Regions from separate parts of the Rattus norvegicus genome. Here region 1 is linked to region 2. Evidence: chromatin contacts called from public Hi-C data. All regions are on one chromosome and are shown on one strand. Each heading gives the region's core, a stretch centred on a gene start, on an enhancer-like site or on the middle of the called end of the contact. The rest is flanking DNA. Distances are from core to core; before and after follow the strand shown. Region 1 overlaps Sipa1l3 (signal-induced proliferation-associated 1 like 3). Region 2 holds the start of Psmd8 (proteasome 26S subunit, non-ATPase 8).

The links. A called contact is a pair of places that touch in the nucleus more often than the background predicts.
Region 1: a contact with region 2 is called in a Hi-C map of the A7r5 cell line, with 4 times the contacts expected there. The contact joins the enhancer-like site here to the promoter of Psmd8 in region 2. A contact is called at or near these places in 3 of 12 Hi-C or Micro-C datasets (the A7r5 cell line, Schwann cells and frontal cortex).

The regions. Positions count from the first base shown.
Region 1 is chr1:93,793,693-93,800,843 of GRCr8, forward strand. Sipa1l3 (signal-induced proliferation-associated 1 like 3) reads right to left here. Exons shown (of 20, transcript NM_001371098.1): 8 at 6,222-6,496; 9 at 2,750-3,001. All of the region lies in intron 1 of LOC103689966 (MARCKS-related protein-like), which reads left to right. Among named protein-coding and RNA genes, the nearest start is that of Sipa1l3, 34 kb to the right of the region's middle. Within about 2 kb of position 3,534, at least 56 of the 93 cell types and tissues checked have an H3K27ac peak or open chromatin away from gene starts, as enhancers often do.
Region 2 is chr1:93,605,448-93,613,202 of GRCr8, forward strand. It overlaps Psmd8 (proteasome 26S subunit, non-ATPase 8), which reads right to left and starts at 3,242. Exons shown (of 7, transcript NM_001100831.1): 1 at 2,843-3,242; 2 at 1,609-1,681; 3 at 1,386-1,488. The coding sequence starts at 3,211. The region is part of intron 1 of LOC103689966 (MARCKS-related protein-like); the gene reads left to right. It also overlaps the pseudogene LOC134483090.

The DNA.
Region 1 (7,151 bases), core at 2,284-4,783, 190 kb after region 2:
GGAGGAGGGAGAAGGAAGAGGAGGGGGGAGGAGGAGAAAGAGGAGGGGGAGGAGAAAGAGGAGGGGGAGGAGGAGGGAGAGGAAGAAGAGGAGGAAGAGGAGGAGGGGGAGGAGGAGGAGGGAGAAGGAAGAGGAGGGGGGAGGAGGAGAAAGAAGAGGGGGAGGAGAAAGAGGAGGGGGAGGAGGAGGAGGGAGAAGGAAGAGGAGGGGGGAGGAGGAGGAGGAAGAGGAGAAAGAAGAGGAGGAAGAAGAGGAGGAGGAAGAAGAGGAGGAGGTGGGGAAGGAGAAAGAGGAGAGTGGGAGGAGGAGGAAGAAGAGGAGGAGGAAGAAGAGGAGGGGGAAGGAGGAAGAGGAGGGGGGAGGAGGAAGAGGAGGGGAGGATGAAGAGGAAGAGGAGGAGGAAGAAGATGAGGAGGGGGGGAAGAGGAAGGGGAGGAAGGAGGAGGATGAAGAGGAAGAAGAGGAAGAAGAGGAGGAGGAGGAGGAGGAGGAGGGGGAGGAGGAGGAGGAGGAGGCGGCTGCATACAATTACAACAGACCTGCCCCTCAAGTCCAGCCAAGTTCTGGCGGCTATCCACTCCTTGGATCTGCATGCAAGGGAGAGGGAAGAGGGGAGCCCCCTCCTCCCTCTGTGCTCCACACTCAGCTCTGCAGCTAGGACTGCCCCTGGAGCCAATTCTCTGCCCTTTCCTGGGAACAAAGCTGTTCCTCTGCCCCTTCATTTTAGGGAAACTTAAATATGTGTGTGTGTGTGTGTGTGTGTGTGTGTGTGTGTGTGTGTATTTAATTTTTTAAGATATATTTACTTTTATTTGTATATGACTACTTTGCCTGCATGTATATATGGATACCGCATGGGTGCCTGATGCCTGCGGAGGGCATCCGCTCCCTTGGAACGGGAGTGTAATGGTTGTGAGCTACCATGTGGGTGCTGGGAGCTGAGACCGGATTCTTGGCAAGAACAAGTGCTTTTAAGCATGGAGTTATCTCTCCAGCTCCCTTACTTATTTACGTTTGAGACTTAGTCTCACTCCCAGCTCTAGCTGGCTGGGAACCCAGGACCTAGGCAAGGCTGGCACTGAGCTCACTGAGGTCTGCAGCTTGGCTTTTGTTACTTCGTGGGCTCCTTTTTCTTCCATCCTTCTCCATCCCTTTTAACCTCCTAACACTAGGTAAGAAAGAAAAAAAAAAAGGATAAAGAAGAAAGGAAAGAGGTCCCTTGATAAAGTCAAGGGTCACGAAGAGGGCAGTCCTTAGACTACTTCCTGCTGATTATAGCCAAGTTTGATCTTCACCATCAAGATACCAAATTTCTTCTTTTTGTTATTTCTTCTTTGCACACAACTACTCAACAAACTGCAACCAACAACCAATAACCACTCAGGGGGTTATATACCCCTGAAAAGTCTCCAGAATTCCAAACAGCACACTTGCAGAAACTCTCTGCTGCTGGCAAAATCATGCCTCTGCTAGGGCACGAGGCAAATCACAGTCAGCTGCTGTGGACGATCTGAAGCAGCCCCATATCCCACATTTGGGAATAAAACAAAAACATACAATAGTTGTGTGTGTGTGTGTTTTTAAGAGACCAAAATCCCAAAATTGTTACTACAGAGATCCAGCTGCCTCTGCCTCCCAAGTGCTGGGATTAGAGGTGTGCATTGCCTTGTCTGACTATTTTTATACTTATTTATATATTTATGTATTTATTTATAGAACGGGGCAAGACCGAGGGCCATACGCACAGCATGCTTTATCTCTTAATATATAATGCATCCAAGTGAGTATTTCAGCTGGGTCTGCCTGGTGGTCCAGACCTGTAATCCAAGTTACTGAGCGGTCTGGAGCAGGAGGCTTTTCAGTTTAAGAACAGTCTGAATAGCATAATGAGATCCTGTTCTACAGAAAGGGGAGTGAGCTGAGGATGTGTTCAGTGGTAGAGCGTCTGCCCAGCATGCCTAAGGACCGAGGTTCAACCCCCAGTTATCCATAAACACAAAATAGTATAAACTAAATACCAGTATCAAAGTCCCTGAGGCGACTACCAGCTCAGGGACTTGATAGCGGCTATGAGATCCACTTTTGTGGGTCTCCCTTGGACTGCTTCCCAAGAAGCCAGTCCTGCAGGTTTTATTATTGGCCTTGGAAAAAAACCTTTTTCCAACCTCCTATAGAGAGAGTTTTCTGTCCCTGTCCTGGGCCCTTGGGCCAGCGCAGGAGTGGGGAGAGAAGGAAGAACTGATGGGGAGGGCAGACAGAGACGGAGGGATAAGACAGGAAAATGGCCAGGCAAGGTGAATACCTTTAATCCCAGCACTCTGAAAGCAGAGTCAGGGCAGCCTGGTCTACAGAGTGAGTTCTATCTAGGACAGCAAGGACTACACAGACAAGCTTTGTCTCAAAAAGTCCAAAAAAAAAAAAAAGAGGGCTAGAGACGTGGTTCAGTGGTTAAGAGCACTGACTGCTCTTACAGAGGTTGAGTTCAAATCCCAGCAACCACATGGTGGCTCACAACCATCTGTAATGGGATCTGATGCCCTCTTCTGGTGTGTCTGAAGACAGCGACAGTGTACTAACATACATGAAATAAATCTTTTAAAAAAAGAACAACAACAAAAAAAAAAAAGAAAGAAAGAAAGAAAAGTGACAGAGGGGAAGAGGAAGAGGGAGGGTGGGAAAAGCAGAGGGGGGGAGGGGTGGCTCGTGGGCAGGTGGGACAGTGGACAGCAGGTGTCCTGGGGGTCCTTACCTCTTGCTGTGCAGTGGCTGGGACTCCCGGAAGGGCACCCCGGGTGTGTGCTTCGGGAGTCGGCTCAGGGACTGGGCATGGCCGGGAGTGGCAGGGGTGGTCCACTTGGTGGCTGGCAGGGAGTTGTGGGAGGCAGGCCCGCTCCACTGCCAGGGAGCGTTGCTGCGGTAGGGGGGTCGGCCCCCAGGGGTGGCGGCTTCCGACTCCATCTTGGGTTCCGACGTACTCATGTCATAGGTCTCTGGCCACCCCCTGGAAAGACAAGTTTATTACTTGTAAGCTCTGGGCCCGCTAGCACACGGGCCTTCTGCTGGAGAGGGATCAGCTGTCCTGCTTACAGTGGGCCAACTCCAAACGGTGGTGATTCATCTTAAAGCCTGAGAGGCAACTTTCAAATTAGGCCTGAAGCTTACGCAGGGCTATAACCCCTAGACCTGAATCTCTTTTTTCCTCCAGGTCTTGGCTTCTCTTCGTCCCTTCCCTTTTCTCTGGCTCAGGCCTCTAGTTGGCCAGTGTTTTCAACGAACCAGCCCCTCCCAACACCCCAAGCAGTCCTTTGGGCCGGAAAAGCCAATGCCCTCAAAAATCAAAGGACAGTCCCTGCCTTGTTCCCTAGAATCTCAGATGCTGATGGAAGGGAGGCAGGTGACCTACTTTGCAAGGTGGCTTAAAAAAGGAGAAAAGCACACGAAACCCAGAACCCTGGAAATAGACGCAGGCCCGTGTCTGGCTGGCACACGCACCACAGTGCAGAGATGCAGCTTGGGGTGTGGGGACCCAAGCTGGGCAGGCAGCTTTGCCATCGCTGCCACAGTGTGCCACGCAGCACGGGAGGGAGCCCGAGCTTACAGAAGGCTAAGCTCAGGGAAAAATCCTCCTCTTAGATCACAAGGGCCAAGCTCTGAGAGGCAGGTCCAGAGGATCTCATTCCGACGTTCCTATGGCCTGAGACGCACTCGGGCCTGGCTGCAACAAAGCCATGTCACCTGAGGGCCTGAGGGCGTGTTCCTGTCCCAGGCCCTACTCAGGGTACCTTTCTGCAGTCGTGTGGTAGAGCTGATGTTCAGCGTTCCTTATGGCTGTTTTGGGGATCAGAAGCCCCCAAGCACCAGGTAGGGAACAATGGGGATGCACCCCTCTGACAGAGCCACCAGATAGGCCAGGCTGGCAGAGGTGCAGGAAGGCCACATAGCCTGAGATTGCTCTGAGCTCTGAGCCAGGCAGAGCTCACCCCTGGATGCTGGGCATGAGCATGTGATCCGTATCCAACCAATCGGGAACGCCTCTCATCCCAGACAAAGTGACTAGTGTAGGACTGTCACGGGCTTTAGCAGTTCCTGTCAGAGCAGTGAGAGCAACCTGGGAGACACTTCTGGAATTACTGGGGTAGGGTGATGGCTTATAGGCCATTCTGCTGTGCTCCTCCCGGGGACCTAGTGGCGCCTTATGTCATCGCTTGCTGCAGCCAGGTGTGATCTAGGCGCAGCAGTGTATAAAAAGGACCGTTTGCTCCCCTGCACCCTTTCTCTCTTTCTGTTCCCATGTGCTCCCTGCTGGCCTCTCTGTGTGTCCTTTCTGTCAGTCTTTGTGTCCCTTTTTTGCCCTCATGGCTCTGCTGCTGTCTGTCTGCCTCTACTACTTCTTCAGGCTCCCTTCCCCTCCCCTTCCCCCAAATAAATGTCACATGGCTTGATTTCTCAGGGGGACGGACCCCCAGGCATCCCCTGACACTGCACGCTGCCGCCGCACAGCCGTATTATATTTTACAACAGGGCAGTATAAAGATCTATTTTTGCCATCGTTGCTATGCTGGGGAGACCCAGTCCAGAGCTGTGTTGTTGTGGTGGGAGACTGACTGAGAATGACAGCAACCAAGCTCAAGACCTTGAATTCTGGGTCCTCTGGCCTCCACTTCCCCAGTGCTGGGATTGCAGGTGCATGCCACTACATCTGGGTCATGCAGCGCCGGGGGAACCGAACCCAGGGCCACGTACGTGTTATATGAGCACCCTACCATAGCCTCAGCTCCAGTGTATGACCTTTCACAGCTAAAGACACTGAGCTGGGCTGGAGGCACATGTCTTTTTTTTTTTTTTTTTTTTTTCTTTTTTTCGGAGCTGGGGACTGAACCCAGGGCCTTGCGCTTCCTAGGTAAGCGCTCTACCACTGAGCTAAATCCCCAGCCCCGGAGGCACATGTCTTTAAACAGCACTAGGCGCGGGGGCAGGTGACTCTGAGCTCGAGGCCAGTCTGGTCTATATAGCACTCCAGGACAGCAGGGTTACATAGTGAGACCTTATCTTAAGGAAACAAAACAAAAGCCGAAACAACCGACTGAACAAAGCAAGCGACATCCGTGTCATACCCAGAAGTCAGCATTCCACGCCGCTCCCTCGCCACCCTCCCTCCAGCTCTCACACGTTGTCTGCCCCCTCGTCCATGCTCCCAGAGCCTTGGAGAGGATGCCTGAGCGTTCAACAGCCATGCGCCCTCTGTACTGTGACCAGTGTCTGCAGCCACCACTGTCACTGTAAAGAGAGGCTTCTGCAACCAAAGCCGACAGCGCCACCACCCACAGGCACAAGCAAGGTTATTCAGAAGACATTTTGACAGGTCCATCAGGCCCCTACAGCAAACAATAGCAGTAGCGTTCTCCAGTGGGGCCTCTGGCCTTCCAAGCCAAGGTGGATTCCCTTCTGTGGAGCTGGCCTCAAATTCAAATCAAAGCCACTGCCTGCCCCATGCCCACCCCTTCTTGAGACTGGATCTTTCTTCAGAGTTGAGGCTGGCCTCGAATTCAGGCGCACCCCCCCGCCCCCAGCCCCCAGACCTTGTGTGTCTACTTCCGGATCTATCTCTCCCTGTAGAACACAAAACGGCTTACTCTGCCCTGTCCACTGTGCCAGGCCTAGCACTGCAAACGGAGCTTGCATATAGCACGGAGCCCAATAAATGTCCCCGTGTCCTGCTGTTTTCACACTTTGTATGCCATCTGGAAAAGGTGACTACTAATGTATGTAATGTAATGGGTGCTGGGGAGGTATACACCGGGGACTAACATTGAGAACCAGTCCCCACAAGACCCTCATTTACGCCACTCCCACTGTCATTAGCCCTCTGAAACAGGGCTTATCAAAGCGGTTCTCAACCCGGAACCCTTTCTCAGGAGTTGCTTAAGACCATCAGAAAACACAGATATTACATCGTGATTTATAACAGCAGCAAACTTACAGTTAGGAAGTAGCAACAGAAATAATTTTATGGGGTGTGTGTGTGTGTGTGTGTGTGTGTGTGTGTGTGACCACAACACAAAGAGCTGTGTTAAAGGGCTGCAGCATTGGGAAGGTTGAGAATCACTGACTTATAAGGTTCCTTCACTGGGGTCTTGGGTGACATGACAGGGGAACCCCTTGCAGTCATCTGGAAGCTGCCAATCTTGTCCCCTACCTGCCCCCCAGGGTGATGCTCTTACCGTCGGGGAGTGCCGTCTTCAAAGGGTGGGATGATGACCACCTTCACGGTGACGGAGGTGCGCAGCAGGTCGATCATCTGGTCGTGGCTTAGTGTCACCACGGCCACCTTGCAGATCTCTACCAGTCGGCTGCCTTGCCGGAGGCCAGCCTGCCAGGCAAACCCATAGTCCTCCACTTCAGCCACTGTCCCATCGTACTTCACGTGGAAGCCCAGCTGCCCCAGCCCATTCCGCCGCAGGGTCATATCCACCGTCTCCCAGCCATTGGTCATCACCTGTGGGAAGTGGGAGGGATGAGTCTCAGCTGTTTGGCTCAGAGGCGGGCTCTGAAGACCCCTGTCCAATCAGTCCCCTCTGAGAGGGACTGGCAAGTCCCACTTGCCTTCGAGGTGTCACCAGGATCCCAGTCTGGGCAGGAAATATATACATACCACTCTGTGTAGCCATGAACTGTATTCTCCAAATATTCCTGTTTCCTCCCTCTCCTCTCAGCCCACTGTGGTCAGCTGTGCGAGCTGTGAGCTGAGCAGTCCTGGCCTTTTGGTTGGGGTACTAACTAACTGATTGATTGATTGATTTTGTGGCACTAGGGATGGAATATAGAATTATGTGAATTCTAAGCAAATGTTCTACCACTGAGCCACACCCAGACTCTCATTGGTGGGTTCTGGGCAAATGCTCTCACCACTGGACACCTTCAACTCCTTACTGGTAGGGTGCATGCGTGCGTGTGTGTGTATGCCCAGACGTGTGTACGTACATGTACACAGAAGACATCAAGTGTCCTCTCTGGATCTCTGATTACTCCCTTGAGGCTGGTCTTTCTCTGAGCCTAGAGTTGGTTGCTTTTTAGTTAGGACAGTGGCTAGAGGAACCCACTGATTTGTCTGTCTCTCATGCCTAGCGCTGGAGTCCACATGGCTATGTGTT
Region 2 (7,755 bases), core at 1,992-4,491:
TACAGAGAGGCAAGAAAAGCCACAGCCATATGAACAGAACATATATGGATCACAGTGATCCGTCTACTTCCCATCTGTTTAACAGTTGTCACACGGTATCCACATCATAAAGGCATGTTCAGTAAACGTAAGTGAATTAAACAGTCTAACCTAGGGGCTGGGGATTTAGCTCAGCGGAAGAGCGCTTGTCTAGCGAGCACAAGGCCCTGGGTTCGGTCCCCAGCTCCGAAAAAAAGAAAAAAGAAAAAAGAAAAAAGAAAAAAAAAAAAAAAACCAGTCTAACCTAAGTAAAGCCATAAGAACAGTATCCAGAGGCGAATGCTCAGTGAGCAGAATGCTTCCCTCGAATGAAGGAGACTTTTGGGTCAATCCCTGGCACTTTGTAAACAAGACATGGGGGTGCACACCTGTAATCCCAGCCACTGGGAGGTACAGGTAGGAGTATCGAAAGTTCAAGATCAGCTACACAACTGAGTTCTCAGTCAGCTTGGGGCATACAAGACACAGCCTCAGAAAACAACAGCTGTGTATGGTGGCCCATGCTGTTAATCCCAGCACTCAGGAGGCAGAGTTCCAGGCCAGCCGAGGCTACACAAAACAAAACAAAACAAAACAAAAACACAAAGAAAAAAAAAAAAAAACGACAAACAAACCAGCAGGGGGCAGCACTACATATAATCTCCAGCCGCAGGCAGGTAGACCACCTTGAACCCTGTCTCAAACAAAATAAAACACCAGCAAAGTAAAGCAAAGTAGCATCCTACTGGCTGCTATAGATATGTCAGTCTGAGGAGTCAAGAATGAAGGGTAATGCGTAGCCACACTGGGAAGAGGGGCCATAGTGTAGGACTAGATAAGGGAAAACATTGGAGGGGCTGAAGAGATGGCTCAGCAGTTAAAAGCACTAGATGCTTGAAGAGCTCTGCACTTTCAGAAGTCTTTGAGTTCAATTCCCAGTACCCACATAGCGGCCCATAACCATCTATAATGGGACCCTATGCATTTCTGTGGTGTTCAGACATACAAGCAGACAGAGCACACATATACATGGAAATACATAAAGAAAACAAAACTGTTTAGAAACTTACAGAAGGGGGTTGGGGATTTAGCTCAGTGGTAAAGCACTTGCCTAGCAAGCGCAAGGCCCTGGGTTCGGTCCCCAGCTCCGAAAAAAAGAAAAAAAAAAAAAAAAAAGAAACTTACAGAAATAGACTACATAAACAAACCCAGTTTCAAGAGCTCTAAGTTACTCTTCTGGCTCTCTGGCTTCTGGGGACAGAGCTAAGAAGAGCGATGGTTCTCAGGTGAAGAAGACAGAGATAAATGAACTACCAAGGAACTACCCACCCCTACCTCAGTCCCCTCCCTAGAGAGCCCAACCTCACTTGTAATCAAAGTAGTAGCATTTGAGCTGGGCCATGTAGCGCTCGAAGGAGGGAATGTCCTTGCATAGGATGCTCCACTGGGCCCCGATTTCCAGAATGTCACCTGTGAGTAAGAGTAGAGGGACTCTCAGGTGGTGACTAGAATCCCCTTGGGATCAGCACTACAGACATCCCTACAATGACCCCAAGCCCGTCACCCTCCACCAACCCCAGTGACACTCACGGGCCAGAATGAGCTGCTGTTTAGTCAGTTTGGTCCCCGTGGTTGGCAGGAAATTGAGCTCCAGCAGAACCAACTGAGAGGGAAGGAATGAAGAGACTTCAAATACAGATTACTTACTTTCTCTGAACTTTCATGTCCCTACTTGGCAAAATGGAGCTCACATGCATCCTAACCCACACAACTGCTATGAGTATTAAAGGAGTCAGGACTTGTAAAGCATTTAGCACAGGGCCTGAGCACACAGAGTACCAACAGGATTACCTCATCTCACAAACATTAGTACTACTCCACTGGGAAACAGGAGGCACTCAGTGGAACCATGGGGTGGGGAGACACCCATGACCTCAATTCTTTCTGTTGCTATTTTTGGCTTGTTTTAGGTTTTTTTGTTTTGTTTGAGACAGTAGCTCCCTAGGCAGGCCAGTCTGATCTAGAACTGGAGACCCTAGTGTCAGCCTCTTAAGTGCTGGGATTACAAGTATAGGACATAATCTTTAGCTATGATCCTGGGGAGACTTTCCCCTCCTCAGTCTGCCTAAGAAGGGTTAACAAGGCTATGTCAAGGAGTGTGGGGCTAATTTTCCCCTTCCCCCAGTCCAGCCCAGACACCATTCCTTTGTAAACTTAGGGACCTAATACATATTTTCTTGCTTACTTATTAATAATATATATATATACCTATACATATATATTTACATATATAATTTTTGGGACGAGGTCTACGTAGCCCCAAACCTCCTCAAAGTCGCTATTGAAGACCACGCCGGCCTTGTATACACCTAAATGTGTTTATAACCAAAAATCATGCTCTTCTAGGTCCATTATGGCCTCAAACTGTTCCTGTCGCCCCTCTTCAAACAGGTGTTTCCTAACCTCTGCTCTCTCACAGCGTCCCTGGGCTTTATTTACCACACATTCCCTTAACGCCCCGTCATCTCAGCCTTATTCTTCTCACCATCTCCTCGTTCGTCAGTGTCTGATCCCACTTCTGCCTCCCTCCAAGCACCAAAGCATCTCATTCGATTCTGCCAGAACCAATCTTTCCATCACTCCCTCCCCGCTACCTTAGGGGTCGCGTTTGGCTGGCTCCAGCCGTCTCTCCCTTCTTAGTCCTCCAGGCCCACCGAACTTCGCTCTTCTCATTCCTTGGCCCGCTCTACTATACTAGCCTTGAGCTCCCCCGTCCGTCACCTTCCCTCAAGCACTAGGCATCTAGGACCCGGCGACCCCTTACCTTCAGGCGGCCCAGCTCTTCTCCACATTTACTAAGATTCGGGCTCTTCCGGTTCCACTCGTCTTTGAGTTGCTCGTACATGCCGGCCGCTGCCTGTAGGATCCCGCCCGAGGTGGCCGCGGGCCCGGAGCTTGAAACGCCGGTTGTCCCGTTCACCGTAGCCGCCGCGGCCGCCATCTTTCGTGATGCAGCAAACAGCCGACCTGATTTACGGCAACGACGCCGAGCAATGCTCTCCCGGCGGAAGTGAGGCCGGGAGGTGGAGCCCAAAGCCGGAGGCGGAGCTACGACTGCTAGCTTCTGCCCACGGCGGGAGGAGCGCCGCGGCTCTCCTCTGGGCGCCTTCGCAGTCCGGCCCTTAATGAACATGCCACAGCTCCGCCTCTGTTGTCATTCAAAATGGTGAACGGAAGTCGGTTTGCTCCAACTGAAAACAATTCCCACAATGCTCCTCCCATTCCAGTAGTCACCATGGCCGCCCTTGCTTCGATCTGTAGAATTTCCATCTTAAGGGTACCGCCACGAGGCCAAGAGGTGGCGATGTGGAACCATTTGGAAAACTTGTCAGGTATCACTATTAGGACTGTGAGAGGACTAGCAGGTGGGGTTTAAAATTAGGGCGCTCGTGTTTATTATTCTTCCACAGTTTTCTTACCTTTTTCAGACCTTTAAAAACAAGATTTATGGGGCTGGGGATTTAGCTCAGTGGTAGAGCGCTTACCTAGGAAGCGCAAGGCCCTGGGTTCGGTCCCCAGCTCCGAAAAAAAAAAAAGAACCAAAAACAAGATTTATTTATTTTATGTATATGAGTACACTGTGACTGTCTTCAGACACACTAGAAGAGAGCATCCGATCCCTTTGTGAGGCACCATGTATGTGGCTGCTGGAAATTTTAGTCAGAACTTCTGGAAGTGTAAGTAGTCAGTGCCCTTAACCACTGAACCATCTCTCAGGTCCCCTTTTTTCTTCCTTTTGAATTAAAATATAATTACAGACCGAGCCTTGTGGTTCACACCTTTAATCCAAGCACTTGGGAGGCAGTGGCAGGCAGATCTCTGTGAGTTCAAGGCCAAACTGGTCTACAAAGTGAATTCCAGGACAGCCAATCCTACACAGAGAAATCCTGTCTTGAAATATATATGATATATATATATCATATTTATATATGAGAGTAAATATATTTTAAAATTATATTACATATATATGGTCTCCTGGCAGAAGTGAGGCCAGGAAATGGAGGAATTATACATATAACTAGTACAGGTTGAAGAGATGGCTCAGAAGTCAAGATCACTTGCTGTTTTGGCAAAAGACACAAGTTGGATTCTCGGTATCCTCATGGTGGTAACTCTAACTCCAGTTTCAGGAAATCTGATATTCTTTTCTGAACTCCAAAAACATCAGGCACACATGTGGTACATATCCATACATGCAGCCCACACATTTGTGTATACCAAGATGGGTTTTTTTTGTTTGTTTCTTTTGATTTTTCAATACAGGGTTGGAGTGGAAATTTCTGGTTGTGTCATGTGATGCAAACTTGTGATGTTTTGCTGAAGCAAGAGCCGTAAGAGGACTCATGACGTTTGGAGAGTATAAGTAGGACTCCACAGACAGTGAGGGCATGCTTGCTTTGCTTGGCCATTTTTTTTCTTTCTTTTTTTAAAAATAATAGGGTTTTTTTTTACTTTTATTTTTATTGGATATTTATGTATTTACATTTCAAATGTTAACCCCTCCCCCCTCGAATCTCTCCTCCCACCCTATCCCTGAAGATGCCCCCACTCCCACCCACCCCACTCCCACCTCAACACCCTGGCATTCCCCTATGTGGGGAAACAAGCCTTCAGAGAATCAAGGGTTTATCTTCCCATTGATGCCAGACAGTGCTACATTCTGCTACATATTCAGCTGGAGCTTTGGGTCCCTCCATGTGTACTCTTTGGTTGGTGATTCAATCCCTGGGAGCTTGGGGGGGGGGTTCCTTGATATTGTTATTCTTCCTATAGTGTTGCAAACCCCTTGAGCTCCTTCAGTCCTTTCTCTAACTCATTCATTGGGGTCCCCGTGCTCAGTCCAATGGTTAGCTGCAAGCATCCTTATCTGTATCAGTAAGGCTCTGGCAGAGCCTGGAAAGAGACGTCCATATCAGGCTCCTGTCAGCAAGCACTTCTTGGCATCAGCAATAGTGACTGGGTTTGGTGGCTGCAGATGGGATTGATTCCCAGGTGGGGCAGTCTCTGGATGACCTTTCCTTCAGTCTTTGCTCCACTCATTGTCCCTATCTTTCCTCCTGTGTGTATTTTGTTCCCCCCTCTAAGGACTGAATCATCCACACTTTGGTCTTCCTTCTCCTTGAGTGTCATCTGGTCTGAGATTTTTCCCTTTCTTGTTATCATGTCTACTGATGCCCTCCTTGTTCAGGTCCCCTTTAGATAGTAATACCCTTGAGACTTCCCTGGCATCTCTAAAGGCCTTCCATACGTTTCTTCAAATTTATACAGAAACAATCTAAACATAAATGTGTGAACTATTTACAAAAACCATACATGCCTATGGTTTAAATGTCAAAAAGCAGCAGAGGGGGGTTGGGGATTTAGCTCAGTGGTAGAGCACTTGCCTAGCAATCGCAAGGCCCTGGGTTCGGTCCCCAGCTCCGAAAAAAAGAAAAAGAAAAAAAAAGCGGCAGAGGTTTCATGGTTTTTATTATTATAGCATTATTGTTGTTGTATTTTGGTTTGGTTTTGATTTTTTGAGACAGGGTTTCTTTGTGTAGCTCTTACCATCCTAAACGTCTTTCATCCTTTTAAAAATAAAAATGTTTTAAAGATTTATTTATTTATTTATTTATTTATTTATTTATATAAATACACTGGAACTGTCTTCAGTGTAAATATACACAGAAGAGGGCATTGGATCCCATTACAGATGGCTGTGAGCCACCATGTGGTTGCTGGGATTTGAACTCAGGACCTCTGGAAGAGCAGTCAGTGCTCTTAACCACTGAGCCATCTCTCCAGCCCTGTTTAGTTTTTTAAGACAAGGGTTTTCTGGGTAGCCCTGGCTATCCAGGGACTCTTGATTTGTTGTTGTCGTTTTTGTTGGTTTTTTGTTTTGTTTTGTTTTAATTTTTAATGGCGAAAATAAAAATACCATTGAAAGCAAAGCTTCTGGGAAAAACCATTTGTTCTTCCTTGTCTTGTATCTCTCCTCGAACTTGACCTTGGCCTCCGGGCTGGCCTTGTGTTTCAATGATGGGTCTCTGAACACATCCTTGTTGACACCAGTTTTGTCCAACTGGGATGTCCACAGAGTGCCTTGTAGGCATGAGGTGGCTCTAGTCACAGAGGACCTGATCTTGGCTCACTTGGTGATTTTCTTCTTGCCCATGGCGGCTGTAACTTTTCGGGGATAGCAGTCAATTCCAGTCACCAGGGTGTGGCTGTGAGGGCGGTCTGAGGTACCATCATCCAAGTTCTTCCATGATGGCTTTGCGTCCGGAGTAGCGTCCAGCCAGGACCAGCACTACTTTCCCGGGTCTCATGAACTTGCCCATTTCTACAGCAAGCAGCCGACACCCAGCAGAAAGGAAAGAACAACCTTTTTTTTTTTTTTTTTAAGAAAAATAAAGCTTATGTGTTTTATGTGAGTGCTCTATCTGCCTGTACCTCTGCAGGCCAGCAGAGGGCATCAGATGGCCATGTGCTTGCTGGGAATCAGGTCCTGTAGAAGAGCGGTCAGTGCTCTTGACTGCTGAGACACCTCTCCCGCCTGAGGATCTTTTTTTTTTTTCCCCCAAATAAAGTCACTAATTTACTTTTGAGAGGGAGACTGCCACAGCACTGAAATGGGAGGACAAACCAGGAGAGGTGTCTCTCTTCCTGTCATGCTCTGGGGGTCAAATAGGTTACCAGGGTTGGCAACAAGTCCCTTTACCTGAGTAGCCATCTCACTAGCCAGAATTTCCCAATTTTATCCAATATTCACTTCCATCAGTACATAAATATCACCCCCAAAGTATCCTGACACCTGCCCCCAAAATAGCTCTATAATACATTATTCTCAGGATAGGGGGTCGCTTGCTTCTTCCTCATCTGTGCTGGCGTTTAAAGGTCAGGGCTACAATGCCCACCTGTCACATTGCTTTCTTTGTATCCTTTTGTTCTTTCTCGGACACTTCAGAACTGCCATTGTGCAAAACACACAAGCAAAACACTGGGATATGATTCGGAATGGCATAGGATTGACTTTGCTGCCCTGCAATTGGTAGAGTGGGGACCCTGAACTCAGTGGTTGATACGACTTAGGGCTCACCCCTTCTCTGAGCAACTGGACATGAGATTTCGGCCTCCGAGGGTGAAGATGGAAGGCAGGGCTGAAAGTACAGACTTGAGCAGACATGGAGGGGCCAGACCCCAAAGCCTTTGCTAACAACACCGAGGAGAGTGTGCTAGGGAAAGCTGTGATCTCCGAGTTGGGGAGATGGAGAAGCATCAGGATTTCAAAGTCATCCTCCAAAGCCAACCTGAGTTACATGAGACCCTCGCTCCACAGAAGAGAGAGTAGGGGAGGGAGGGTAGGAGGGAGAAGTGGAGGTGCAGACGACATGGCTTAAAGCACTTGTGGCCCTCAGAGAGAATCCAGTTTTGGGTTTCCAGCTCCCGTGTGTCCCCTTACAACCATTTGTAATTTCCGTTCCAAGCGATCCAGTACCTTTTTCTTGTCTCCACTGGCACCCATGTGATGCACATAAACAGGAAGTACTTGCACATACAAATACAAGTCTTTTATTTAAAAAGGGGGGGGATGGAGTTTGTAGAAAAACAAACAGAAGCTTGACTCTCGGGCACATATTTGGAATCTCATCATTCATAAAGCAGAGACATAAGAATCAGTGCGGGTTTAAGGGCAGC